Regions from separate parts of the Mus musculus genome. Here all the other regions are linked to region 1. Evidence: chromatin contacts called from public Hi-C and HiChIP or PLAC-seq data. All regions are on one chromosome and are shown on one strand. The core of a region is the stretch at or near the end of the contact, and the rest is flanking DNA. Distances in the headings are between cores, read along the strand shown. Region 1 holds the start of Nhlrc2 (NHL repeat containing 2). Region 2 has its middle 29 kb from the start of Gm32718. Region 3 holds the start of Adrb1 (adrenergic receptor, beta 1). Region 4 has its middle 13 kb from the start of Gm32575.

The links. Hi-C and Micro-C count contacts between places; a contact is called where the count stands out from the background. HiChIP or PLAC-seq counts read pairs in DNA pulled down with a chosen protein or histone mark.
Region 2: a contact with region 1 is called in a BATF HiChIP or PLAC-seq map of CD8 T cells, with 10 read pairs. The contact joins the enhancer-like site here to the promoter of Nhlrc2 in region 1. A contact is called at or near these places in 23 of 39 promoter capture datasets (the 3T3-L1 cell line, 3T3-L1-derived adipocytes, the C10 cell line and 14 more), 3 of 15 datasets of contacts at CTCF or cohesin (CD8 T cells, the NIH/3T3 cell line and pro-B cells), 11 of 484 Hi-C or Micro-C datasets (CD8 T cells, adipose-derived mesenchymal stem cells, bone marrow-derived macrophages and 7 more), 49 of 115 datasets of contacts at active chromatin or transcription factors (the 230-238 cell line, CD8 T cells, DN3 thymocytes and 31 more) and 4 of 9 other capture datasets (adipose tissue, liver, macrophages and 1 more).
Region 3: an H3K4me3 HiChIP or PLAC-seq map of embryonic stem cells shows a contact between it and region 1, with 29 read pairs. The contact joins the promoter of Adrb1 here to the promoter of Nhlrc2 in region 1. A contact is called at or near these places in 8 of 39 promoter capture datasets (cranial neural crest, embryonic stem cells, frontonasal cranial neural crest and 4 more), 6 of 484 Hi-C or Micro-C datasets (the HL-1 cell line, cerebral cortex, embryonic stem cells and 1 more), 27 of 115 datasets of contacts at active chromatin or transcription factors (SST interneurons, bone marrow-derived dendritic cells, bone marrow-derived macrophages and 17 more) and 4 of 9 other capture datasets (adipose tissue, liver, macrophages and 1 more).
Region 4: a contact with region 1 is called in a Hi-C map of CD8 T cells, with 2.8 times the contacts expected there. The contact joins the enhancer-like site here to the promoter of Nhlrc2 in region 1. A contact is called at or near these places in 1 of 39 promoter capture datasets (liver), 2 of 484 Hi-C or Micro-C datasets (CD8 T cells and nephron progenitors), 11 of 115 datasets of contacts at active chromatin or transcription factors (bone marrow-derived macrophages, double positive thymocytes, effector CD8 T cells and 7 more) and 3 of 9 other capture datasets (adipose tissue, liver and pancreatic islet).

Annotation. Positions count from the first base shown.
Region 1 is chr19:56,544,133-56,551,169 of GRCm38.p6, forward strand. It overlaps Nhlrc2 (NHL repeat containing 2), which reads left to right and starts at 4,129. Exons shown (of 11, transcript NM_025811.3): 1 at 4,129-4,728. The coding sequence starts at 4,551. It overlaps Dclre1a (DNA cross-link repair 1A), which reads right to left and starts at 3,990. Exons shown (of 10, transcript NM_001360437.1): 1 at 3,842-3,990; 2 at 2,505-3,571; 3 at 1-1,514. The coding sequence starts at 3,018.
Region 2 is chr19:56,768,497-56,775,533 of GRCm38.p6, forward strand. No RefSeq gene overlaps it. Among named protein-coding and RNA genes, the nearest start is that of Gm32718, 29 kb to the left of the region's middle. Within about 2 kb of position 3,830, at least 26 of the 459 cell types and tissues checked have an H3K27ac peak or open chromatin away from gene starts, as enhancers often do. A contact at or near this core is called in the 230-238 cell line, CD8 T cells, DN3 thymocytes and 3 more, where this site is marked.
Region 3 is chr19:56,719,607-56,726,643 of GRCm38.p6, forward strand. Adrb1 (adrenergic receptor, beta 1) reads left to right here and starts at 2,511. Exons shown (of 1, transcript NM_007419.3): 1 at 2,511-5,544. The coding sequence starts at 2,766. The coding sequence ends at 4,166.
Region 4 is chr19:56,686,295-56,693,331 of GRCm38.p6, forward strand. No RefSeq gene overlaps it. Among named protein-coding and RNA genes, the nearest start is that of Gm32575, 13 kb to the right of the region's middle. Within about 2 kb of position 2,592, at least 23 of the 459 cell types and tissues checked have an H3K27ac peak or open chromatin away from gene starts, as enhancers often do. A contact at or near this core is called in CD8 T cells, double positive thymocytes and pancreatic cancer cells, where this site is marked.

The DNA of each region.
Region 1 (7,037 bases), core at 2,879-5,378:
TTTGCTGAGGATGACTGGTCCCAACTCTGGGTTGTTCATGAGGTGACCTGACCTTCTCTGGCATGGTCCTTCCCGTGGTGAATTTGACGTTTTATGTCTCTTTCTTCGATGTTGCCGCTTCTCTCCAGACAGTCCCACAGAGTGCTGACTCTCATTTAAATTCTTTGCATCAAACTCTAAGTCACTCAGAGAGCTCTGGGCTTTCCTCTTGCACAACCGGGGCCTCTTTTGGTTGGGACTCACAACTGGACTGACATTGGGCCCTTCTGATGCGCTTTCCCTCAGTGACGTCTCTTGTCTTTTGGGTGGTAGTCCAAAAAACACGCCTATATCCATTTGCTTCATTACTTTCTTAGACGGTTGGCTCGGGCTGCACTTGGGACTGGAAGGCGATGTGCCCAAGGGCTTGTCAAGAGGCATGCTAGAGCGCTTCTGTGCATTCCTGCAGGCACAGTTAGCCCCTGGAGCACCCAAGCCCTTGCGCGGTGATCCTCTGGTCTGACTTTGGGTTGGATGCAAAGGCAGACACTTGCCTCCCTCCTTTTCAAGTGGCTTTGACCTGGCTCTTGTAAGTAACGGCAGAGAAGTCTGATTGCCAACAGCTGATGTTTCAATTTTCTGTTGCTGATGACTTGATGCAAGTGAGAGGAATTTTTCTGGCTCGTCGAGCTTGGCCTTACTGGTCTGATAATTAGAAGCAGCACCTCCCACTGCCAAGGCAGGTGAAAGCAAGTGGAAGGCCGCATCTGTGTGTGGTAGGTCTTCTTGGGAAAGCCTGTTCGAGGTGTAGAAGAGAAGCAGAAAAGAGTCACTTAGTGTACTGCCTTCACTCGGTGCACTACACCTAGCCTGGGCAACCAGGCTCTTCGCTGTGGGCCGGATCCCCTCTGCTTCCTTTGGGGAGGGACCATGAAGGTTTTCAAATATGGCAGAGCCATCTTCTTCTAGGCTGCTGTCTTTAGAGCTTTGGGTAAAAAATAGTTCCTGCTGTGAATCATCCAGCTCTTGGTCTATGTCGTAAGTCTCTTCATCACTGTGCAGCGGAGAATAAGAGATCTCACAGCTGTCAGTGTCATTTTCTGGCAATGGCAAACCCATACTCCCTGACTTGCTTTGGCTGTTTAATGCAACCTCAGCAAGAGGCGATCCACCTCCCACCAGCTGGTCTCTCTTGACGAACTCTGCACACTGTGGAACTGGCGATGTTTGAGAACATGGGGAAGAGACATTCTTCCTGTTGATTTCAGCTGAAGGCTGAGATGTTTCTAGATACTGCATCATCAACAAAGAGTGATCTGAGACTTTTCTTAAGTTCTCAGTTTTCAGAGTCATAGAGCGTCTTTCCTCAAGGTTACAAGGAGAACCTGGCGCTGCTGCAGCAAACAGCCCAGCCAATGCATCCGAGGGGCTGCCCAGAGGCTCCTTGCTATCTCGACTTTGAGCGAGCAGGATGTGAGTGTATTTCTTATAATGGGAAGGAATTGTGGAAGTACATAGCAAACCCTCGGGACATTCTGAAAATAGTTAAAAAGGAAAAAAATGACCACTTTATACAATAAACCTTGACATAACTAACACCATAAAGTAACCACTAGGACAAAACCATGGCTCACCATTTTGTTGTTGTTGTTTTGAGACAGGAATTTTATACATAGCCCTGGCTATCCTGGAACTCTCTATGTAAACCAGGCTGTCCTTGAACACCTCCCAAGTGCTGGGATAAAAGATGTGGCCCACCAAGCCTAGCCCTCCGTGGGTTACCTCTAAGAACTATGGCAATATCTACGGCTAGCTGCGTTAACAGCTGTTTCCAAGATCAACATTAAAACACCAAAAAATTAATCCAGCGTAATTTTACAAGGTTCTATTTATTACATTTAAACCAAATACTTCTAGATTGCTTTCCAGATCCTCTTTCTACAGGGAAATTTGAGATAACTTAAAAACAAATAGTCATAACTCATTCCCCACATAGTCCAAGGGGAATTTTCTATGTGTTAAACATGACATTTATCTTAAAATATAATAAAAGCATGGCATCACTTCTGTTACTGGCACATTTCTGTGAGGCTGAGTCATCTCAGACTACCTTCTAGTTCCTCTTCTGGTATATTAACATGCATGATGAATACAACATATCCATATTTAGAAACCAAATGTATTTATAATTTTTTTTTATCTAATTCTAAAGTAGGATAACAAATAGGCCTGGTTTATTCAGCTTGTAGGAACACTCATCTATAAAGTGTTAATACCACTTAACTTATATAGTCCTTATAAGAGTTAAGTAGGAGAAAGCAGAGTGAAAGAAAGGTTCAGCGACATTTGTGGAAACTGAGAAGTTGAGATGATGGCTCAGTCGACAAAGTGCCTGCTGTGTCCACAAGGACCCGGGTTCCTATTACAAACCTGTACGTAAACAAGTCAGTCATGGTTGCAAGCGCCTATAGTCCCTGGGGGGACTGAGGGGACACTGGCAGGAGCCTTGATGGGTCTTTCCTTACCTGTGTCAGAGATAGGTGGAGAATCCAAACACTCAAACACATGCCACTGGGGCGTCTGACCCAGCAATGAGGAGAAGGGCATCTGGCAGCTTGGGCAGTATCCATCATAAACAGGGCGCACCTTCGGGGTCACTTGCTTCCCTCTGCGAGTTCTATGTTGCTTTTTCGGTGTTGTCTCTTTGTTTTGAGACTGCTGACTCTCATCTCTACAGCTCGAACTCTGACTGGAACCTGCAGAAATCTGACTGTCTGTTTCTGCAAGGCACACTTTGTGGTCCTTCGTCTTGCCTGGATTTTCTGAAGTCCTTTTTTCATTTCCTTTTGACTGGTGTTTTCCATCTGTTGATTTTTCAACAGATTCTGAAATATTTTCAGAACAATTATTTGGATGTACGGGTTTGGGCTTTCTTTTAGATTTATATTCCCAGATTTCTTCTTCCCAAAACGTGTCTTCTAACATGGCCAAATGATTTTTGTGAGTACAGCACCAGTCTTTGGTGAATTCAGAGTCCATTTCTTGTAACAAGTTTTTAATAGGAAAAAAAAAGTAGCCAAAAGCCAACTAACTTGGTTGGAACTGAAAGCTTTGGTGATATTGGCACACAACCCACTTAGTACCTGTGAACACCTGCTGTTCCATTTTATACCATAATAAAATTAAGAGAACTCACTACAGGGTAACATCTATACGGTTTTCTTTACATTGTGACACTATTTCATTCAGGTTTTTTTTTAACTTCTCAGAACTTGATTTATAAAAATAAGAATCAAGAATGTCTTGAATGTCAAGCACTGACGGTAAGTACCAGGCTCAATGACTTTAACTGAAAACAGTCTCCATATAATGGTTAGAAAGCTATTCTGGCTCTCGTTCATGTGGACAAGTGTCCATTTACAAGTCCAGTCACAGTCCCTAGTCTACTTAGTGTGAGACTAGTCCATAGACTAGACCATAATCAAAGAGGTGTTGGTTACAACCGACAGCTGCCCTTATTCGTGACTCATGGGTCCAACCAGTTTCAGCTTCCTGGGTCAGTCCATTTCTTCCTCCATCCTAGGATCAAACCCTGCACAGTGAACAAAGTTCAAACATGTGAGACTGTACTCCACACCATAGGGGCTGTCTGCCCTGAAATCAATCAGCCACTTCTGCAGACCTCCAGAGAGGTCAGGTACCAGAAAATTCCTACAGGCTCCCGCTCTTTGCCTTTGGATCTGGGGTGGGGGGAAGATCAATGAAGGAGCCCTACATTATTCCCAGGTTAAATAATGCCAACATCCCAATGAGCCCTTGTGCAGCTCGCCCCGTTCCTCCCGGTAGTCCCTCGTGGGCACACCTGGCCTGGCAGCAGGGGGACCCCGCTGCAGCTGCCTCCTCTCTGCGCCAGCTCGCGGGACATTCCATTCGCGCCCGCACTTTCAGCACACCCAGAGTCACAGGACACTTTTGTTGTTGTCAACACAAAACCACCGGCCTCACTGCCTACATTAAAAAAAAAAAAAAAAAAAAAAAAAAAAAAAAAAAGAGTCTCCTCCGAGGGTTGCTTTACCTTCTTTACCTTTCGAGTCTTTCTTGGCGGGAACGCTGTCCCACTGTCACTGCCGTGCCGAATCGGCTGATCTCAGTTTAAGAGTGGGACACACAAATGGGCAGGCTTTTCTTAAGTCGGCTCTTTTAAACGTGTACATGGTTATTTGAATTTTATTTGTCTTGGAATTCCCTGCCGGGCTTCAAAGGCAATGGGTTCCCAGCTCCTCTGGAGCGCGACCCTAGCAGCCTTCCCCGTGTCGAATCTGGCGCTCTGAACGTCCAGGCTTCGCGGCGGCCCGGAACCTGGAAGGGGCGGGGTGGGCAACTCTGGAGTTTAATTACGCGCCAGGGAAGCACGGCCCTTTGGACTTTGGCGTCCGGAGGAAGGCTTATTGGAGGCGGAAGCGTGTGTGGCGCAGGGCCGGGCTGGCCAGGCCCCGCTCTGAGTCAAGAGGGCGGCGCACGCTGGTCCGACCCGCGCCCTCGGCCCCGGAGCCCTCGGGAGCTCGCGCAACATGGCGGCTCCCGGAGCGCGCGGCGCGAGCCTCTCGGGCCTGCTGCCCGCGCAGACCTCGCTCGAGTACGCCCTGCTGGACGCCGTCACCCAGCAAGAGAAGGATGAGTTGGTCTACCAGTATCTGCAGAAGGTGGACGGCTGGGAGCAGGACCTAGCGGTGCCCGAGTTTCCGGAAGGTGAGGGGCTGGCGTCGGGGTGGGGGCCGCTCCCGGGTCCTCCCCTTCCTCGGTGGCTCCCTCCCGCCAGCAGATCGGTGCCCTGCGGTCCTCCCACAGCCCCCGAGGTGCTCCAGGGGAGCAGCGACACACGGAGGGGGTTCTGCTGGGCGGGGACCAGTGTTTGCATCTCTGTCTGGAATCCTGCGTGACCTGACGTCAGTAGCCTCAAGGCTCCATGGGTGTATATTGATCACTTTTTAATGTGCCACAGACGGTTTGAAGCACTTGAGAGCTCCTACTTACCTGGTACAACCCACCGAGACCCTCTTACTAGTCTTGTTTTACAGTTAAGGAAACTGAGGCACAGGGAAGGCTAGGAAACCTGCCCGTCTAATAACCACTAGAGTTGGACTACATTCTACAGGCATAGCATCTGATGGTTTTCTAGTCCAACCGCGTTTCCACGTTCAAAGTGGTGAACCTATTGATCTTTAAAATCTGGAATCAATTTTAGCTTAGTACTCAGGTTTGAATCCTAGTAGTGGGAACTGTTGGGACATAGGGAAACGATACTCCCGGTAGTACAGTTTAAACAAAACGCTCCCTTACCTTCTTTGGTTGGGAGTGTCATTGTTTAGCCTGCCGTGTTGGCATGTGTCCTGGCGTGTGACACTGAAACCACATGCATAGTTAATTTGTTACCTGTGGTAGGGTTCAGGTATCTTCCGGAAGGATCTATCTGTTCCTCCTTCATCCCACAACAGTCTTGGATATTTCGGACCCTTTTGCACTCGCCTTGAGAGGGGCTTACCGTTCCCCTCGTTATACTGGATTTGAAATACCGTGGAATTGCAAAAGAATTGGCTGCATGGAGGTCGGTCCCATCAGAGAAACTTAAAAATGACAAACACGTATATGCAGTGTATACATATCTTCTGAAAACTTTGTAATAAAGCACGTGGTAAATACACTATTATAAGCCAGTAGGCCATCAGTTAGAATTTTGAGAAATGTTTCATTTGTATTTATAGTAAGTTTACTATATTACCATGATATTTGACCACTGTGACTGAAATCATACTCATAAGAAAATAATCAGGCTTTGTCTTTGACATAGCCTGATGTTCTGCCGCAGCCAGTTATTAACAGAAAGTTAAAAACAGACAAAGCAGGTTTTGAGATAAAACTTGATTGTTCAATCTTGATTGTCGTTTACTGATCTTAGAAGATACTCATTCTTTAGAGGGGTCGCCTGCAGTCTAATGGGTAATCCAGGGTGACCTGAAACTGAATCCCTGTCCCTTCCTCTGTCAGCTTTTTGATTGTGAGCACATTACTTGATTTCTCCAGGTCTTGATTTTCTTTTTCCACTTGTAAAGAAAGTGGAACCGATATTTACTTTTTTAGGGTAAGGAAATGGAGGTAATTCAGGCAAATTCTTAGAAAACAAGAAGACTCATTAAGTGTTGGCCATGTATTATATTCATTGTAATTATTGCTGCTTAAAATACATTATTGTCATTAAATCTGGTAAATACCTGGGACAGTAACTTAAATAACTTAACAAAAAAACTTAAATAACCGTCTCTGTGCCCTCAATAAGTCACCCATAACAATTTATAGAGATAGAGTCTTAAATATCTTGCAACTGGGTTGTGAAATACATGTCATCTAGTAGGTTAATTAGTAGCTCTGTGTCATCAATTAGATATGCAGCTAATACTTAATCAAAAGGAATAATTAAGTGTTCACTGAACCCTAAAACCTTTAGCGTATTTGTTTGAGATCATCTTTTCTAGAATGTTGTTATCATTGAATAAGTATAGCTTTTGTTGTTGGCAATCCTTGCTACGTTAGTCTTTATGTCTGGTTCCAGGGACCTGTAGTTAATCACCTTCTCAAAATATGAAATGGAAAGTTCCAGAAATAAGCTTCATAGGCGTTAAATCGTACATTGTTCTAGTAGCATGATGCAGTCCTGTGCCTTCCTCCTGTGTCCTCTCCAAGATGTCCATCCTCCTTCTATTCATGACACCAGTCAGCCCTTGTCTATATCTCAGCGGTGTGTGTGCTGCCAGCCGCTAGTCAGTAGTTATCCTGGAACCACGCCCCTTAAGTCACTTAATAAATAAATGGCTCCAGAACTCAAGAGTGATGATGTGTCTGTTGGATATGCCGAGGAGAAACCATAAAGTTTCTCCTTTAAGTGAAAAGGTGACATTTCTTGACTGTATAAAAAACAACCATGTGCTGTGGTTCTAAGGTCGATTGTAAGAGTGAATTTTAACCCTTCAAATTTGTAAACAAGGAACAGGTGACTGCAGAGT
Region 2 (7,037 bases), core at 2,580-5,079, 220 kb after region 1:
AGCGCTTGAATAAACATCAGCAAACTTTGTTTCTCCAGATCTGTTGCTAAATCCACTGTGTCTCCACAAATTAGCAGCTCAATAAACAGCTTCGGCCATGTCCCGCCATCTACCTGTCCTTTCACATGCTCTAAATGCTGCATGGGGTGTTAGGAGTTCAACCAGAGAAGTACCTGCTTTGTGGAGTATTTAGCCCAGAAATCCATGATGTGGGAACATCAGCAGCAAGGGGTGGGGTGGGGTGGGGGGAGAAAAGCAGTGCTGGGAAACCTCAGGTGACCAAGGCCAGAGTAGCTTCGCATGTAGGTGTCATGACCTCCAAGGAGGACATGTGATGCTGTTTGTCATATCTCCCTGATGCAGCCAAGGGTGTGGGAAGGGTCTTGCTTTTGAAATGGAGTGATTTCCCCCTTGTACTTGGATAGAAAAGGAATCTGTCTCTCTTTGGTGTATCCCCAACCATGGTTGCTCAGATAAACGATCCTATTTCTCTTTGGTAAATCCCCAACCACGGATGCTCATCGTACCCTGGGTGAATGATCACCAGCCCCTCCTGAATCTGCACTCACACCCCCCGAATTAGAAAAATAAATGGTAGGATGGTTTCTCCATTGTGCGTGGGAGTGCTAACTTCTCAAATCTGTACCAAGATTTTATAAACAGTATACTCCGTGGTCTCACCCTATATATAGGAGGAGCAGGGCGCTGTGTGAGTAGAGGGATGGAAAGGCTGCTTACGTTTGTCTCACCAGCTCACACGCCCACACCCAACTGTCACCCATCCTGAAATTCCTACCATTAGAGTTACCACTTCTGCTCTCGCACAGGACTGCAGGAAAACCTTTACCCAGGTACCGGGCCATTGATTTGCTTCCTCACCCTCAACCTCAAGTCGCATCAGGTTTTTTTTTTTTCTATTGCAAATTTAAAAGGATCAGAGTGCTTATACAGACTAGAAAATGAAAATAATTCTTTACCCTAGAGAAACCCTTAACAGTGGAGGAGGGCACACATGATGATGTTGCGTGGGTTGCCTGAGCCGTCCGTCCGGTGAGAAGGCATTATTCTCCCCTAGATACTATGTGACCCCCTCTAATTGTGAGAAAAATCTTGAAAATCCCAAGGTAGGGGACATTCTACAAGATCATTGTAGATCAGGCAAAATTAGTCATTAAAAAAAAAAAAGGAGGAAGGCTAAGTTAATGGCATTGTTCAGAGCAGACATGGCAACTAGGGGCAAGATGGTATCTAGAGTGGACCCTGGACTGGAGAGAATTAGTGGAGAATCAGGTGACATCCAGAGTTATTCTACAATAGTACGATGTTCTAAGGAAGGAAGTTGGGATAAATGGAGTCTGAGATTGGAACAGGTACCAACCACAGAGATTGGGTGAAGGGTCAACAGAAACTAAGTCCACTGTCCCAGCAGCTTCACTCCCAAGTATATTAGGCAGGGTTCTCTAGAAGAGCAGAAGCAATAGATAAGGGTGGAGTGTCCAGCAATGGCTGCCTGCACACTGGAGAGGCTGAGAACCCAGTGGATACTCAGCCCACAAAGCTGGCTGCCTCAGAAGTTCTTATCTAGTGGCCAGGGGCATTTCTTGGAGAGCTGCTGGCCTTTGGTCCATGCTGAAGGCTGAAGAACTGGAGCGGGAGGCCAGTGGAGGATGGCAGCTGCGGCGGCGGTGTTGGCAATAGATGTTCCTGCTTGGGAGGAAGTAGAGGCAGGCAGGGGACAAGACCTCTCCCTCAGTCCACTCATCAGAAAGTGGTCAGTCTCCTGCCTGAGTTCTCTCTATAAACATCCTCACAATCTCCTAAGTGGTTCTAAATTCCTTTAGGTTGGCAAATAAGAACAAGCATTATATCAAGGATTTGGGGGGTTAGTGGGGTGGGGGTGGAGTCTGGGGGGAAATCAGTTTTTCTCTTTTAAGTGACACCTCCACTCAGGCTATGGAGGAAACCCTGGGAGGGAGCCATGCCCTAAGCAATTTTTTCAGTTTGGTGGTGATGCTCAGCTGGGTCATCTCCCATCACCATGTGCTTGGGCATGCACCACTCCTCCTCCTCCTCCTCCTCCTCCTCCTCTCCCTCCTCTCCCTCCTCCTCTTCCTCTTCCTCCTCCTCCCCCTCCTCTACACCCCAATCCTGTGGGTGCTGTGTTTCCCTCAGACGTGACCTCTGCTTCCTCCCTGAGCCCAGGCTGTTTCTAGTGCTGCTGAGGAGAGAATGGGAGCTTGCTCCCCCTTGCATGCTAGACTGGGTCTCAGTGGTACTTGTCTTGGCCATCAGGGCCCTAAGCGCCAGTAGTCTTTTCTTTTCTGGTCTCCAGGCAACCAGACCTCGAAGAGGATGTGCCTCTGTTCAGTGAAATGCCTTCTGGCTGAAACAGGTCTTCCCCATTTCAGTCCTCAGGGCCTTCCAACCAGCCAGCCTCAGGCCTCCACCACCTTCTCTCTCAGTCAACCCACAAGGTATCAACCATACAGTTAGGAGGTAGCAACTAAAATAATTCTACGAGTTGGGTCACCACAGCACGAGGAACTGGATTAAATGGTTACAGCATTAGGAAGGGTGAGAACCACTGGAGTAAATAAGAGAAGGCCAGGCTGTCAGGACACAGAACCTAGTACCTCACCTATGAGAAGTAGAGAATAGCTCTTCCTTCCCTATGAACAGTGCAGTGGAAGGGCCGGGGAAGCAGAGTAGTCCTCAAGCTGGCCGTCTGTCTGTCACACTCCATGTCTGTCTTAGTTAGGGTTTTACTGCCGTGAACAGACACCTTGACCAAGGACAACATTTAACTGGGACTGGCTTACAGGTTCAGAGGTTCAGCCCATTATCAAGGCGGGAACATGGCAGCATCCAGACAGGCATGGTGCAGGAGGAGCTGAGGGTTTTACTTCTTCATCTAGAGGCTGCTAACAGAACACTGGCTTCCAGGAAGCTGAGAGTCTTAAAGCCCATGCCTACAGTGACACACCTACACCCAACAAGGCCACACCTACTCCAACAAGCCCACATCTTACCTGTATGCATATGACTTCTGTAATGCCTATGTGAGAGTTTTCTTTCTCAGTGTAAGTGTAAGCTACACCGTCCTCTTGAGGCTTAGCATCTGTCCCTCCCTCAGAGACACGCATGAGGTTGTTCTACCAGGCCAAGAATCTGAGTTGCCTTTGAAGCCCATGGCAGAACTGAGCATAAATACACGCAGCCCAGGGGTTTCTGTCTCTGTATGGTCTGTCTGGGATTCCTGCTTAAACACTAATCAAGATGAAGCCTGGATACCACTGTCAACAGAACAGGTTCAGCCCAGGCAAAAGCAACAGGCATCAGGATGGGAGCTAAACCTCAAGGTGAAGAGAGCCTGGTTAAAATTTGGGGTCACGCTGACAGGCAGGAGGCCACCACAAGCACGTTACCCAGTGGGAAGGAAGGCCTCAGAGTGTGTTGCAGTGACACTACCAAAGATAAAGGCAGTGGGTGTCCAAGAACACCTGTAACTGGCTGGAATTTGCTACTGACGTTTTGCCCTGCGCTTCAACCTTCAAGGATTTTGGGAGTCGTGTGGTACTACTACATTCCCATCTCTTCCTCAGAGGGTCAGATTTGACTCTTGTTTGCTGTTAAGAACCCCACGTAACATAAACATATAACTTTGACCCTGATTTATGTAAATGAATCACATGCAAATGATTCCCTTGTGCCTGGAAACTCCATATTGAATAATTGAGAGGGGAGGGAACCGGGCTGGGGCTGCTGTTCAGTGACAGAGCAAAGTGTGGCTTTGTTCCCTCCTGTATCGCTACTAAGTAACATCCGACATCATGTCTGAGACCTAAAAACCACTAGTGAGCCCAAGAGGGCTTGTGAGTTAATTATAACATTGTTCGCTAAGTTTGGCTTGCGGTTTTCCTCTTATAATCAAATGTCAGGCTTGGGGGAGGGAAGCTTAGTCGTGTGTTGCCACGGATGTTTTTAACCAAGAGTCTAAGGCTGTTTGATATTTTTGGCTTCATAATTCCCATTTCCAGTTCTGATTTGGGAATACAGCAAGACTGAAGTCCAAGTGAAAACGACGTCCTCCCCTGCAAAACAGCCTGGAGTTTCAAGGCAAGAAGTTAAGTTTGGTGGCCAAGGTCCCTAGTATCTGAGAGGACTCAGTGGTAGAGCACCAGCCTAGCATGCAGAAGGCCTGGGTTGTAGTTCCAACCCTTGACCAAAGGGGAAAACTCTGTAATCAAAACTACTAATGCTTCTCTCGCTATCAAAAAGCAAGTGTTAATAGCCTTAAAGTCTTTTAGATATTGTAAAATCTTCTAAGTGTTTCATTATTATAGTGTTACTGAGAAATAACACTAGTCCTTGTATCTGTCCCTCCTCGACAACTACACACATACTCTGTGTCAGATGATGCAAACGGAAGAGGGGCTGCTGCACTCCATAGGGGTCTGGGTGGGAAGAGACACCATTGCATTTCAAGTGTAAACTCTTAGGGCTTCTGTGCGCAAACATCACTGGCTCTTGGTTTTCATAGAATCCAGAATGATCTCGCTGGGTCAGCTATCCCGTAATAGACACGGAAGAGTAGAGAACCTGAATTCTGCCCCTGCCTTAGTTTTTAGACCATGCGGCCTCAGTCCCAGACCCAGGCTGACCTCCAAGTGTCCAGGTCCTGAACAGCCTTGGTGACTGAGGAAGGGTTAGGCAAAATCTGCTGAAGGAAGGCAAGACTGTGCTCAGTGAGGCTCCCAGGGAGTCACAGCAGCCAGAGAGATGTCTTCTACCCACCCAGATCCCTACGGACTGCAGCAGCCTTACTTCCGTTTGCATCGTCTGACACAGAGAATGTATGTAATTGGTGAGGAGGGACAGATACAAGGACTGGTGTTATTTCTCAAGGCTCAAAGTCCCAAGAAGACATGCCATTTTGTATCATCGAAAGTTTGTCTTTCCAAACAGAACTTGGTCTCCAGATGTTAGGTGTGCGGAGACTAAAACGTCCACAGACCCCAACCCACCCACCAGACGCGCTGTGGTGAGCTCTCTGTCCTACCTATAGAGTGACAGCCTGCTTTTATTTATAGCACTTGGAACCCTCCACGGTTCCTTTTCTTACTTGATCTCATTTGCATCTCAAGAAAAGAGAACGAGCTTGATTCCAATTTTACCAGTGAGGAAACTGAACCATGCCATGCCCTTCCCAAATCCCCAGGATATGAACCTATGTTTGAGATAGCGCCTTAAAAGAAGTAATTACATTAAAATGGGGTCACTGGGGTGAGCTCTAATCCAATCTGACTGGTGTCTTTATAAAGAGAGATTAGAGTACAAATGCAAACACCCAGGCAAGATCACGTGAACACAGAGCAAGGGAGTCCCGCAAAGACAAGAGGGAGGCCTGCCACAGAAGCAGCCAACCTCTCCCCACACTTTTGTCCAGAAGTTTTGGCTTTCAATATGGAGGGGGGGGGTCTCTATTTTAAGCCACCTGATCCTTGGTATTTTATTATGGTTGCTACTGCAGACTAATACAGGCTCCCAGGTTCTCAAACTTTCCTGAGGTCTCACACTTAGCAAGAGCCAGAGTGAACTTCATTTCTCAAGCCCTACACTTTGTAAAGCCTTTATGGAATAAAATGTTTTGCATATGGGAATTAATTCTGCCACATAGCTGGTGATGTACAGCGGTTCTCTCACTGACTGACTGCCATGTTGTTCGAATCCTATTTATAGCAAAATGTCTCCAGGCATGGGGGAGGATGTTCCAGAGTTCCTACCACAGAAAGCTAAGGTAAGCCTCTTTATCTGTCCTGGTTTGTCCAGGACCCAGTGTCTCAGCACCAGACAGAGAATGACAAGGATTCTTAGGAAACAAACAAAGAACCTGCCATCGTCATCGGAACCAAGGCCCGTGAGAACAGACCTCTGGCCAGCACACTGAGGCCCAGCACCCTCCCTAGGCAGCTGTTGATCTGTCGGCTGCCTCCTGGTGACTTCAGTCTGTGGTCTTTTGCTTTGCCTTGGGACATGGAACTGAAACTCGGGTGTGAGCAGGGTTTTACATGGGGAACCCGTTTCTCTCTTTCCTCCTTGCCTTGGGGTTGGAGGCTCACAGGCTCCAAACTGGGCTTAACCCCGGAAGGAATGTCCTCAAACCACAAGGAACAAGACTTCCTCTGTCACAGAAGTGGCCCCAGAATGGGTGGCTAAGGAGTCTCCTCTACATGGGCCCTGTCACTCCCTCTGCCTACAGGGCTCTAGCTACATTTGTCCCTCCTGAAAGTGGGTTGGGGCAGGGAATGCAGGCTGACTTTCCCAGCAGGCGGACATCTCACTATCTGGCTAAGATAGTAACTGTTGAAAGTGACAGTGACATAGTCCATACTCACAGACGCAGCAACACACTCACTTTTGGTTCTGGAGCCAGGCGCTGCCTAAGGTCTACCGGACATAATGACATTGCATCCTGCCTGGCTCGAGGGCCAAAAGCTAAGGGTTCTGAGAACTCGTGTTCTTGCTCATTAATTTAGATAATGGGTTGGATTCATGAGAAGTCTGGGTTGCCATTTTCTTATTAACATCTTTGTAGCTCTCAGGAAGGTCATTAGATCCATATCAACAAACACATACACTTGGCAGTGGTGCCAATATACCAATAAAAGCCAATTCCCAATCTGTGATCTCCATGCCAAGTGGTGGAGTTGGATCCTTGCCTGGGCTATGGCACGGTAACTCTGGAGTTGTGGGAATCTTAGACATGGCCTATTGGGGGTGCCAGGAGCAGCCACCGCCCCCCCCCCCCCCTTATAGTGACTCGTGCAATGTCACACTTAGGATCGTCATCAAGCATCACAGCGAGGTGCAGGAATGGGAGGCAACTGCCCATCTTCACGATTCCCACAGAACAACTGCTCTGACTGCCAGTGCCACACAGCCGAGCGCGTGTTTCCACTTGCTGCAAGTCTCTAGTTACCTCTTAGGGAGGTGATGGCAGTGTTGGTGTTGGAACCAAGGGCCTCGACAACTGTGCT
Region 3 (7,037 bases), core at 1,261-3,760, 170 kb after region 1:
TCTGCACAGAGAGGCAAGTGTCTGGACTTGAACCTCTCAACCTTCAAAATTCTGAGCCAAAATAAAGCCCTTCTTACATTACCCAGGTTCAGGTATCCGGTCATAGCAACAGAAAACAGACTAAGTCAGTGGCTATGTTGAACTTCCTCTTAATCTCATATCCTTTTCTAAGAAGCAGAGAGAGAGAGAGAGAGAGAGATGGAGAGAGAGAGAGAGAGAGAGAGAGAGAGAGAGACCTCCATGCTAGCTGAGGCTACACTATTTTAAGTACGCCTGTCAGTACAGTTGAGGAAAGTCCCTAAGAGCATCTGGGATCCTCTCTATGAAGCCCTGCTAGAAAAGCCTCCTGGTTTTTGAATGCTTACTTGAATGTATTTATTCCACAGAAATGCAGAGAAACTTGATGTAACACCAAGTCATCAAGGGGAAAGGTCACAAAATCCAGAATGGTGGTCCTGCCGCCTGGTGTGTTCATACATATAAATAGCACAAGGTTACCAGCCTCGGCTCCTGACTCCAATCTCTACAGCTCAGTTCTGGCCTTATCATCCCAAGAAACCCCATGCCCTGGGGACACGAGGTCGATACACTGCACCCCAATAGCACCACTTAGCAGAAAGCCTCTTTCCACATTTCCCCACACCCCAGCACTCAGAGGCCCTTTCTTGGTCAGCTCACTTCAAAACATGGGCGTTTTTCAGATTGTCCCTTGAGTCCTTTCAGCCATCCCCTAAAAGCCACAGGAAGGAGAGACCCTGGCTTGAAGAGGCTGGGGTGACTATGGGTGCCAACTCCTTCTGCCCTCGGTGTAGTTCCTGTTCCCTGATTCTCAAAACTCCCCAACTTGGCAGAACTTGGTAAGTCCAGGGCAGGGGTGAATAAACAGATCACTCCCCCGTGGTAACACTCTCAGTGGTCAAGCCTGATCCTAGGGCACATCCACGGGTTTGACTTTATGAAGAGTACGGCTGTGGATGGACAGCTGTGAGCCTGTGTCTTTTGGCAAGGTGAGAGTACCAGCTTGGCCACATGTTGATGTTCCTCCCAGATGCTAATCTTTTTATTCCAATGCAAGAAGGACTCGGGAGCATTACATAACATTATATAACACTACCGTGCACCCTTCCCTTCTGAGACAATTGGGAACTGTTCGCTTCTCAAGAACTTAATTACAGATTTCCTTTTTACGGCCTGAGGTAGAGGCATTCCCAGGGGTAGATCAGAGGACCTCAGCCCGAGGTCCCATCCTCTGTTCGCATCAGGAATGAAGCCAAAGACTCTAGTTTCGGATTCTCTCGACAATGTGAAGCGAGGAAATGTGGTATGACTTTAAATGCTTTCAGATTTAATCGCCTTGAGTATGTATATATTTTCTTCCCTCATCTTCCCAAAGCTAATCCCACAGTTTTGAGAATCTAGCCACCCTCCCAAGAAATCTGAAATCCCAGTTCATGACGTCAACCCAAAAGGGATAGCACCTTGTGTTGGCTCAGCTCAGATTGCAAAATCCCATGGGTAACGGAGCACAGATGCGGATGTTAAGGTGTTGGTACTGGAGTCAAAAAGTCTGAAGCGTCATTCTCCGTGTTCTTTCCACGAGGGGCGTGGGGGTGGGGCGACGTCATTTACCCTGGACTGAATGTTGCCCTAAACTTCTCCTTTATATTCAGAACTCTTTCATCCTTTTCTTTAGCTGGGACTGGGGCCTGTGTGTGTATCCGACTGGTCCTCGGTGTTGGCAGTTACATCCACAAACCTTCCCTTCCTTTCCCCATCTACTGCACTTGAAGGAGAGAGCACAGCTCCGCGCGAGAACAGCGCCCAGAGAGCCTTTCTGACAGATGCGTACCCTGCTCCAGCAACCCGCCTGGCTGCAAAGTTTCCTCTAATCACTAACACCCACTTCCTATTCCCCCAAGCTGTCATGCTGGCCAGGTCCCCTCGCGATCAGGGAAGAGCCAGGCTGCCTGATGGCAGAACCCCAGTCTCACAGCTAAATTCCTCCAATCCCAGCAGATAGGCTGTCCAAGGCACTCCTGCGTCTCCGAGACGCCTGTAAGGTTCTCTTATAGCTACCAGGAACCGGGCACTAGAGGCGAGGGAACTACGGGGTGCCGAAGGGAAATAAGGGCGCTCTTGCGGGAGCGGCAAAAGGAGAGCTGGGTGCTAAGGTTAACGGAGACTACTGGTTGGCGGGGGGCACAGGAGGCGGCGGGGCGCCGCAGGGGGCGCCGCAGACTAGACTCTGGAAGAAGCCTGAGCAGGAAAGGGCGCGCTCGCTGCAGCCCGTGGGTGCTGGCTGCGTAGTCCGCCCGCAATCTTTGGAGCCTTTCAATCGCGGGTAGGAGGGGGTGCTGGGTGTTGGGGGTGGGGGCACCATTGTCGGGGGCGTGCCTTGGCGGCGATTGGCTGCGGGAGCCTGACGCGCGGCCCCGGGGGCTGGCTGGGGGGGTGGCAGCGAAGGGGGGGGGGGAGGTGCTGGGTGTTGGAGCCGCCGGCCCCGCGCGCTCAGAAACATGCTGAGGTCCCGGCGGCTCTTCCAGCAGCGACAGCGGCTCCAGCAGCAGCGGCGGCGGCGGCGGCGGAGACAGCGCTCGGCTACGGAGGAGAAGGCGCCCGGCGTCCATGCCTCCGGCCCCGAGCCGCGGCTGCCCTGACCTGGCCGCGACCTCCCCGCGCGGGCCCCGCAGCCCCGGCTCCTGGGGTGCTCCCCAGGCGCGGCCCAGCCCCGCCACACCCCCCGCCCCCGGCCTCCGCAGCTCGGCATGGGCGCGGGGGCGCTCGCCCTGGGCGCCTCCGAACCCTGCAACCTGTCGTCCGCCGCGCCGCTGCCCGACGGTGCGGCCACCGCGGCGCGGCTGCTGGTGCTCGCGTCGCCTCCCGCCTCGCTGCTGCCTCCAGCCAGCGAGGGCTCAGCGCCGCTGTCGCAGCAGTGGACCGCGGGTATGGGCCTACTGCTGGCGCTCATCGTTCTGCTCATCGTGGTGGGTAACGTGCTGGTGATCGTGGCCATCGCCAAGACCCCGCGGCTGCAGACGCTCACCAACCTCTTCATCATGTCCCTGGCCAGCGCTGATCTGGTCATGGGATTGCTGGTGGTGCCTTTCGGGGCCACCATCGTGGTGTGGGGCCGCTGGGAGTACGGCTCCTTCTTCTGCGAGCTCTGGACTTCGGTAGATGTGCTGTGTGTGACGGCCAGCATTGAGACCCTGTGTGTCATCGCCCTGGACCGCTACCTCGCCATCACGTCGCCCTTTCGCTACCAGAGTTTGCTGACGCGCGCGCGAGCGCGGGCCCTCGTGTGCACAGTGTGGGCCATCTCGGCGTTGGTGTCCTTCCTGCCCATCCTCATGCACTGGTGGCGGGCCGAGAGCGACGAAGCGCGCCGCTGCTACAACGACCCCAAGTGCTGCGATTTCGTCACCAACAGGGCCTACGCCATCGCCTCGTCCGTCGTCTCCTTCTACGTGCCCCTGTGCATCATGGCCTTCGTGTACCTGCGGGTGTTCCGCGAGGCCCAAAAACAGGTAAAGAAGATCGACAGCTGCGAGCGCCGCTTCCTCGGCGGCCCAGCCCGGCCGCCCTCGCCTGAGCCCTCGCCGTCACCTGGGCCACCGCGCCCCGCAGACTCGCTGGCCAACGGGCGCTCCAGCAAGCGGCGGCCGTCGCGCCTCGTGGCTCTGCGCGAGCAGAAGGCGCTCAAGACACTGGGCATCATCATGGGTGTGTTCACGCTCTGCTGGCTGCCCTTCTTCCTGGCCAACGTGGTGAAGGCTTTCCACCGCGACCTGGTGCCGGATCGCCTCTTCGTCTTCTTCAACTGGCTGGGCTACGCCAACTCGGCCTTCAACCCCATCATCTACTGCCGCAGCCCCGACTTCCGCAAGGCTTTCCAGCGCCTGCTCTGCTGCGCGCGCCGGGCCGCCTGCAGACGCCGCGCAGCCCACGGGGACCGGCCGCGCGCCTCCGGCTGCCTGGCGAGAGCTGGGCCGCCGCCGTCCCCCGGAGCTCCCTCGGACGACGACGACGACGACGCCGGGACCACCCCACCGGCGCGCCTGCTGGAGCCCTGGACCGGCTGCAACGGCGGGACAACCACTGTGGACAGCGATTCGAGCCTGGACGAGCCGGGGCGCCAGGGCTTCTCCTCGGAGTCCAAGGTGTAGAGAGCCAGGCTCTCTGGGCGCACGGACGCCGCTCCCCATAGTCCCGGGCTGGACACGGGCTCTGCATCCCTAGAGGAAGAGAGCCCGCCTGGGCGCCCCTGAGCCGCTCCCCAGGGGAGAGAGGAGATCTCTGTTTACTCAAGACCGAAAGCAGGTGAATGCAAAGCCCACAGATCTATCGAATCATCCGAGACGTACAGAAAAGCCCCGGACCGAGCGTTTGCGCAAAAAGGAAAGTTTAGGAGGAGTTGGGAGAGTGTGGCTTAGTATGGCTTACTGGCTTGTCTTGAGTTCCTTTCTCTCTGAGGTTCGGCCTTTCGTGTGTTTAATGCACCTTCAGGCATTCCCCCCCCCCCCCGCCCCTAGGTGGGTTTTGACACTTTCTGCAAGGACCCGAGTGGAAACTAGGCGGGGAGGGGAGGGGGCAGGATGGAGTCTATCACCTGGCTTTCCGGTTCCACACCTAGGAACCTAAGTATTCAGCTCAGGTTTGGTGTGGGGGCGGGGCCGGTGATAATTAGCCAGGAAGTGTTTCCCTTTGCTTTCTAAAGAAATTGCATACTAATTCCGGAGTACTGGTGTCTCCTGTTCTTAAAGCAAAGGGAAAAGAAGGATGCGAAACAGACAAATCTGGTTTCGAGAAACTATGTGTGGAGCACGGTTCACCTTGCTTTCTCCTAGAGGGCAAACCTTGTGCCCTGCGCGCCTCGGTGGTCCTGCTGTGGGTCCTCTACCTCACTCTGTGCATATTGCACAGCAAGATAGAAAGACTTGTTTATATTAAACAGCTTATTTATGTATCAATACTAGTTGGAAGGACCAGGCGCTGAGTCTCTCTCTGTGACATGTGACTCTGTCAACTAAAGATAGGACAGAACAAAAAGGAAACAGTTGAGATTATTGCACATGTGGCTAAAAACAAAGACGGCAAAAAAAAAAAAAAAAGGCAGTGGTTGGAAGGCCATTTTGCACAGTGTTAGGCATTGTAAAATTCATAGAAGTTGTTAACTTGCACAAAAAAAATTAAATATTTTTACTGGGATGGGGAGGTGGGCAGATCTTTAAAAAGCTAAAATAAAATTCAAACTCAGTTTCTCTTGTCTATTATGTTATTGAGTTGATGGTTTATTGGGAAGTTACTTTTTATACTCTTATCATGGTACTGTAACTGTATCCATATTATAAATATTATTCTCTTACGTATTTTTATTATTATTTTTTAATGTCCAAGTGCCCCCGTGAATCTGCTGGTAAAATTTAGCACTCGTGTGTATATTCTATCTCTTCTTGTGTGTGTGACCAAGTATTTATACTCTGGTGCAACTAACTACCGTGTGGGAATTGGTCCATGTGCAATAAAGACAGCAGTGCAGCTCAATCGAGGTTCCGTGCCGTGTGTCTGTAAGGGGGTCCGCGATGACAAGAGAGACTTGAGTGTTTGCTTCAAAATACAGACTGGCTGCCTTTTTAATATCTCTTCATGACTCAATCACAGAGCAAAGTGCCTCTAGACCAAATAAGGTGTTCACCAACCGAGAGCCACAGATTTGCCCTAAATTTTCACAGCCGGATTCAAGGTATTCCAGACAACTCAGGCACCCTCAAGAGCCCATCTGCTACACTTGATGGAAGAAGGGACCGTGTATCTTCTGCAAAGGAGAGCCAGAGAGAGTGCTGCTGGAGACGGGTAACTCAGCAGCAACATCTCACAGAAACACAAGCAGGAAGGAATGATCCACTGGATGATGTCGCCCACTTGAAATAACGGTGAGTGGCTTCCATGGCTTATGTTTGTGTCCCCATTGAAAACCACAGTGGGTTCACAGTTCTCCAGAGCCTGCTTAGAATGGGAAAAAAAAAAAGCCATGTTCATGCTTAAGCAAAGATGTATAAAAGGACTCCTGAAGCAAATGTTATCTCTCTCACACAAGTACCTAGATCCTTTTCAGCAGATGTTCTAGGTGGGCAGGAAAGGCAAACTGAACCTCCTAACTTTCATTTAACTTCCTAACAGAATTATAACACCCAAATGGATAGAGGTTTTTTTTTTTTTTCATTAAAAATTAGTTCCCGAGAAGTGTAGAGTAAAATTCCATCCTGAGATTCATTGTACATTCACCCAGTCTGTTTATCCAATATGTTTAAACAAGCTTTTCATTTCATGACTGAACCGTACGTAGTGTCACCAAAATGAAAAGTATATGGTTTTGGCTCAGGGTCCCCTCTAAGATGGACAGACAAGACGGACAGGCAGCTTCTTCCAGGAAAAGGTAGGACTCCTTTCTCCAAAGGCATGTCTGCAAGCTCAGGGCCCTTTGAGAACAGTGCTGGCCTTTAGATCCCTGTGGAAGAAAGGCTGGCTGAACAGCAGCCATGTCAACAAAGGCTCCCCACAGGTTTACCCCATGTTTCCAGAAAAAGAAAGTAGGAACTGAAGAAGGAAAGAAAGGGGAAGGGGAGGGGCAGGGAGGAAAGGGTGATGGTAAATGGTAATCCTTAAACTTAGTTTGAAAGCGTAAATCCATCTCAGGATAAAATAGTACTGTAAGTCCCCTAGGAACTGAAGTTCATTTTAGTATCACCCCCCCCCTCCCCAAAGTATGCATGTGCTTTTGGTTGGAGGGTTTTTCATTCATAATGTGAAGAGTCGGTCTCATCTGAAGAACCCTGAAGCACCTGGCTAATGCCTTGCTGCCTACATGAGAGAGTATCCCCCACCCCAAACATGGGTGCTGGTCTGCAAACCTCAGCTCTGAATATCACGAATGTTCTTTTAGCTCTAAGGACATACTGTATTAACTACTGGGTAGACGTGTTCAGTCTCTTTAGTGAACTAGAGGAAGTCACTCTGCAGAGGGATTTGCTTACATA
Region 4 (7,037 bases), core at 1,342-3,841, 140 kb after region 1:
ATGCAAATCTCAACTGTTTTGGGTAAACACAGCGTGTTTTGCAGACAGGCACACACCATGGGATCCAGGCCACCTGTAAGCAGCTGGTCCTGGCTGAAGCTCAGTGCAGACCCAGCAGGGTTTACAGACATGCCTGGAGGAACGGCTCTTCGCAGATTTTCCTGGCTCAGGAAACTAACTGAAGCCACCGCCGAAGCAGCCCTTCTCTCGCCGCATTAAATAACGTCTATTAATAAAAACAGCGCCTTTAAATGTTTTCACCGTGGCGAATCCAAATGAGGAAATCATGTTCTCCCTTAAGCTGTGTCTGAATAGCATTCTGAGGACACAGTTACCCTAATATTCTCTAGTCTAAAAGAAACCCCACCCTGGGCCTAAGGGTGGGTGATAACCTTCCTGGTTTGCCCAAGGGTCCACGGACTGCTAGGAGGACTTCCAGGCTGACCAGCATACCAGAGACTATGATGTTAGAAGCAGGTCGGCAAACATGAGTGGGAGCTCAAAGCAGGGCAAAGGAGACTGGCTTTGTTCTTCATCCCGACAGGAAAGACACACATAAATGAAATGCTATGTGCCTCTCTCTCTCTCTCTCCCTCTCTCTCTCTCTCTCTCTCTCTCTCTCTCTCTGTGTGTGTGTGTGTGTGTTCATGTGTGATGTGTGCATACGTGTAAGAAGTGTACTAAACCATGAGTGCATGTCTAGAAGCCACACCTGTCTTCCTCAATCGCTCTCCACCTTATTTTTTGAAACAGGGTTTCTCATTGAACTGTTTTGGCTAAACTGGTTGGACTCCCAACACCTGGCTCCAGCCAACGCTGAGGCTACAGACAGACTGCTGATGCAGCTCTTATGTGGTCGTTGGGGGTTCAGAACGCAGGCCTTCCTGTCTGTGCAACAGGGACTGCACCCACAGAGCCATCTCCTCATTTCCTGGTGTGTTCTTTGAAGGTACCACCAACCAGGAGAATGAATCCCAGTCTCAAAGTTCAACTCAGGACCTCCCAAAGGCCAGTGCAGCCATGAAAGCAGTTGGTACTGGGCCCCCTGCATCCTCTCTTGTGCAGCAGGGCAGCGGGTATCAGCCAGTGCTAGGAGGGCAGAGCAGAAGCCTACGGAAGAGGCTGGTGGGGGAAGGTGTGTGCAGATGGCACAGAGGGGCTGTCAAAGGAGCACCAGGATGGGGGAGGGGGGAGGGGCCATCTGCTCTTCTATGGGGGTGGGGGGCTCTCCTCACTCTTGCCGTCCGTAGGGGCTTACTGAGATTTTGAAATGAGGAAGGAGATGGGCTGAAATCTTACAGTGCCCTTTCAAGGCATGTTCCCTGCCTCCTGAAGGCTCCGCCTCACAGAAGCACCAAGTCCTTAGCACACAGGCCCTTATAGGCCATGTAAGATCCAAAGACAGCAGCCCCTCTCCAGGGACTCCTTTTACCTAGTTCCAATGACACCTGCCTTCTTGTCCTTCTGCTCTGAGCTCGCCTCTTCCAAATCTCCTATAAGACCCTCTTCCTCATTCCAGGGCTTGGTGTTGGCCTCTCTTCCCTCTCTCCTTCCCTCTCGTTCCCACAGCTTTGGGCAGGCCTCTTGGAAATGCCACCCCACCCCAGCTCAAGCCACGCCCTCCAGCCATGCGCAGATGCTCCACTCTCTTCACTCCAAAAGCATCCCATTTCGCGCAGCCCAAAATGAACGTGTGACCCTCCCCGCTGTACACTTGATATTCTCTGATTTTCTCCAGGCTTAGGCGCTGCCATCCACCTCAGGCCTAACCAGAAATCGAGGGAGCAATGACTGACTCTCTCCTGACACAAGGCACTTTATAAACTACAGATAGAGGTTTCCTACGTGCGCGGAGGACCCTCTTCCTGGTTACCGACTCCAGCCTCTCAGGGTTCCTGTACAGAAGGGCAAAGAGCACATTCGTGAGAACTTTACCCTCGTGATCTTGTCATCCCTGCCTGCACCCTCCATAAAAGAGTGTTCTACCCACTAAGGGAACGTCAGCGTCTCTCCGTCCTCTTGATCTTTTCTTTTACACTGCTACCTATTTAGATGAAAGCTTCTAACGTGGATTAAACGTTGCTTTGATTAGAAATTTCTAAATCAGGTTTTCAATCACTGTGGCAGTGGCAGAGGAGTCTTGACCTTATGTTTGATTCTTGCCAACCACGGCTGTACCTGGGTTCTCTGGTATGGTCCAAGCTTGACCTTGAAGAAAGGACAGCGGAAGCCTGCTGTTGGTTTAATGTCCTGTCAGAGCTGTGACTGACAATAGCCGTAAGTGTGTCTAAACAGCCTTAATATTCAGCAATGTCAGGTGGGACTCAAGGGTGCTTTGTGTTCTCAGGACTGATCCTGATAATAATCCAGCAGGCCTTTTTGGGGGTCATTTTTATTCTGAGGTCTCGTTCCAGATAGAAATGGTCTCATTAGCCAAGAAAGTGACTGTTTCCAAATACCTCAGCCTTTCCACCTAGAAATGGTGGATTTTTGAAAGAATGCCAAAGAACCAACTGTTAGCCTTGTTAAGACAGTAAACACAATGGCATCTCCCGAAACCACTGCAAGCGTATACTTTACCTCATGCTTGTGGATTTTAGTAGTGTTAGTTTGTTGTTACACAATCCCACATTGATCCAGGCTGTGCAAAAGACATCAGTCGGGTTTAGTGTTCTAAATAGTCCAAAAGAACATATGCTTGGGCCCAGGGATAGGTATCCAGCTACGGCACACAAGCGTGGCGAGCCCCTCAGAATCTTAATCACTGTGCTTATCAAGAAAATGGCCACATTGCTTGTTAAGGGCTCGATGACTTCATCTTCCGTTTGCAGCAACGCCTGTGTTGTTAACTCCAGGAAGTGTGTCACTGGCTTTTGTTTTTCTTGAGGCTTCAGTATTCCATACAATAGCAGAGATGGGAACATATTTTATTGGGAAAAAGAGTAAACCTTTTCTGCAGAGCTTAAACCAAGATAGGAGCAAAATAACTTCCCAAAATAACTGTCCTGTGATGGTGAACAGGCGCGGCATTTCCAGGTCAGGGGTCACTTGTGTTTTTGAGTGAACTATAAATCGGGAACTCTAACACATGAGATGGCAGGTGCCTCCACTGGTCAAATATGGAAGGAGGGTCTGCCCAGTGCTGACTACACAGCAGCACTCAAGACAGGCCCTGGTGGTGCAGTAAAAACAGGCATCAGGCAGAGAGACCCTCAGGTTGTAGTAGAAAACAAACAAACAAAAAAAAGCAGGCCGTGCTTGTACACCTCTAATCAGTGATATACAAACAAACAACGTCCCAACCTGAGGTCTCGAGAGAAGCATCGGCTGGAGGCTGGTATTCTGAGAGGATCTTGGTGCCCAGGTCAACCTCAGATCCAGGCTGTGGTCGTGAGCCAAGGACCAAAGGTCCTGGACACCTAGCACACTGTCCCAGCTGTGTTGTGTTAGCCTTAACTCTGCATCACCGCTAACTCCCCCTCACTTTCTTTGCTGAAAAGTGAATGGCTCAATTTCTTGAGTATGAGAACAGCAACTCCAATGGGAAAGGGGCCTAAATGTGATGTGCAAGTTTACCCAGGCTTTCTGTGTGCTGGAATAACCTTTCTGACTTCCTCCCCAGCTGCAGACTTCTACCCAATTACAACAAATTAACAGTTATCCAAATTTACACCCAATTTTCTCACTCATTAAAAGTCACTTACTATTTTATTACATTTATATTTATTATATTTTATTATATTTATTATTCCCTGTGTCATCCTGACTCTTTATCCCAATGAAATATATTGGCATGTTGCTATTGTATGGGATATTTAATCCATAATATAAATTTCCCTAGAACTATGAAACCTAACAGCTGTCTAATAGTCTATTATAGAGATGTACTAGCTGTATTCCTCCTTCGGCATTTACATTAATTTCATTTTAATAGCTCAGCTCTGAGAAATGTCTGTGTACAATGCGGGTAGGATGTCACACCACAAGAAAGGCTGTGGTGTCCTGTGCTGAGTGGTGGGGTTTCTGCAGAGGGCACTCGGAAAAACGAAGGGCACATCCAGAGGGTAAGTGTAAAACCAGCCTGCCTGCCTTCCTACCTGCCTGCCTGCCTGCCTGCCTTCCTACCTGCCTGCCTCCCTTCCTGCCTGCCCTTCTTTCCTTCCTTCTTTCCTTCCTTCTTTCCTCCCTTCCTCCCTCCCTCCCTCCCTCCCTCCCTCCCTCCCTCCCTCCCTCCCTCCCCTCCCTCCCTCCCTCCCTCCCTCCCTCCCTCCCTCCCTCCCTCCCTCCCCCCTCCCCCTCCCTTCCTTCCTTCCTCCCTCCCTCCCTCACTTCCTTCATCCTCTCTGGACAATCAGCCTTGGAAAACAGTGGCTGCTATGCAAGTCACTCAGCACCCAGCCTTCTTCTCATGGACCACTGATGTTGCCTACATGTGCAGCTCGGATCTTCCTAGGAGGCCTGGCAGATGCTCGGTGTCCAAGACTACAGCAAAATGACAGCAGGAGGGGAGCTTGCTGAGCACACATCCCTTATTTAGTGGTACACATAAAATTATCCAGTCTCCTTCTAAGTGTGCCACTTGCTGACAAGAAATGCATTCACTATATGTCACTGTTCCCTGCCCCTGGAGATGTCTTGTTAGCCTAAATGAAAACTCTGGCTTTCCTGATGGTCTAGTGGTTAGGGTGTGCAGCTCTCTAATTAAAATTGTGTTCCTTAAATGCTAATTCCATCTCCCCCTTTCCTCAGCCTTGATAGTCCCCATCTTTCTTTCTGTCCTACGAAGCTGCCTTATCCTAGCACCTCAAGAGAGGACTCATAATCTGTCCCTCTGTGTCTGGCTGCTTTCACTTGAGTCTTAAGGATGAATGGTTTCGGCATGTGCTAGAATGCCCACCCTATGAAGGTTGACCAGTAGGTCAGTGTATGGATCTCCCGCAGTCTACTTTCACCTCCAGCAGGGAAATAACTGGTAGTAGAATCCTGCCTGGTCGCAATTCTTGTCAACTCAGCACAAATCTAGCCATATCTGGGAAGAGGGGACCTCAGCTGAGGGCCTGCCCCCATCAAAGTGGCCTGTAGACATGTCTGTGGGGCATTTTCTTAAGTGCTAATTGATGAGGGAGGAAACCCCACTATGAGCAGCCCAACCCCCACAGGTGGGTCTGGTAGGAAAGGCAGCTGAGCAAGCCAGAGGAAGCCAGCCAGGCAGAAAGCAGCATGCCCCATAGTCTCTGCTTCAGTTCCTGCCTTGGTTCCCTCAGTGAAAAACTAACCTGTAAGGCACTCGAGGCCTTTTCTCTCTCGAGGGGCTTCAGGTCTTGGTGTTTCTCACAGGAATGGGAAAACATCTGCACCATGTATCGTATGAGAATTCTGGGTCTAGTTTTGAAGAAATTGTCACACTTCCACACAATGGCTCCCATTGCTTATTTCCTCCCTCCTTCCCTCCCTCCCTCCTTTCTCCCTTCTTTCCTCCTCCCTTTCTCTTTTCCTTCCTTCCTTCCTTCCTTCCTCCCTGCCCCCTCCTTCCCTACCTCCCTCCCTCCTTCCCTCCTCTCCCCTTCCTCCTCTTCCTTCCTTCCTTCCTTCCTTCCTTCCTTCCTTCCTTCCTTCCTTCCTTTCTTCCTTCCTCCCTGCCCCCTCCTTCCCTACCTCCCTCCATCCTTCCCTCCTCTCCCCTTCCTCCTCTTCCTTCCTTCCTTCCTTCCTTCCTTCCTTCCTTCCTTCCTTCCTTCCTTCCTTCCAGGGATCCAGTTCCTATCCCCTTTGAGAGAACATTATCACACCAGCCATCACCATGGCTATGAAGATGTACCTCCCTGTGATCTTCCATGGCTATGAAGGTGTATGTACCTCCCTGTGGTCCTCCATGGCTATGAAGGTGTACCCCCCTGTGGTCCTGGTTTGTATTTCCCTGTGACAGACTGAGACGGGGTAGGACATCATTTGCTGTGCTTCCTGGCTACAAGCATGCTTTCTCTGGAAAGACATTTTTGAAACGAATGCAAGAGGACCCGATTTTGCTTGGAATAGGCAGAAGCTTCTCGCCAGAGTGCTTTCCACAAAGGTCATTTCGTAGAAGCAAGTACTGATTCCCCACCACCCCAAATCGCAAGAAGGGGGGACTTATTTGGAGGCAAAGGGGTTTCCCCCTGGGATCTTGACACAGGAAGCTCTGTAGGTCTTCAGGGACCTAGAAAGGCATCCAGTCACTACCCTGCCTCTGTTCCTCTCTCAGGGGCAGTGTGGTCCTGTCTCCGTCCCTCAGTGCACGTCTGCTCTTGCTCAGAAGGTCCTGACCTCTGCTCTCCACCCTACCCTGAGCTGCTCGCTTCCCATGACACAAGCCCCAGTCTCGTTGTCACGTGACCTTAGGGCCCCAGGGGCTCCCACTAGACCCAGGCTGCTCTGTCTCCTCACTCAGAATTTGTCCTCAGAGGTCAGGAGCATGCCCCAACCTAATCAGCTGTAAACAGAGGGCCAATCACTGAAGGCACACACTGGCAAATGGACCCAGCCTTTAGTGAGAGCTCATGGGCAGGCTCAAGGAAGGGCAGCGGACTCAGGAAATAATGGTAGCACTTTGCGTGTGGAGGGAAACAACCTCCCCCAGCACACAGCAGGTCATTTCACACACTTCCTCGAAGTGGAAACTTAATTGTTCTTTGGAGACTCGACTGCATGGTGTTTTGCTGGGGCAAACACGTGAAGGAACGATTCGTTAGAGTGGACACAGGTGAAAGGCTAAGGCAGACTGGAAAGAAACGTTTCGCTGAAGCAGACACAGGAGAGAGGATGTTCTGTTAAAGCAAACAAGTGAGTGGACAGGTGATGAAGGATCCTTTGCTATGGACACACATGTATTCGTCCACCTTACATTGCTACATTTGTTGGGTTGCCATAGAGAGAAACCCAAAAAACTTCTGGTGGTGTGCTGCAGTTTGTTGCTGCTTCCAAGGACTCGGGCTGATTGGATACAGGCGCTGAGGCAAGGCACGGAGAAGACACGTGATGTTTGGGTGATATAAATTGGA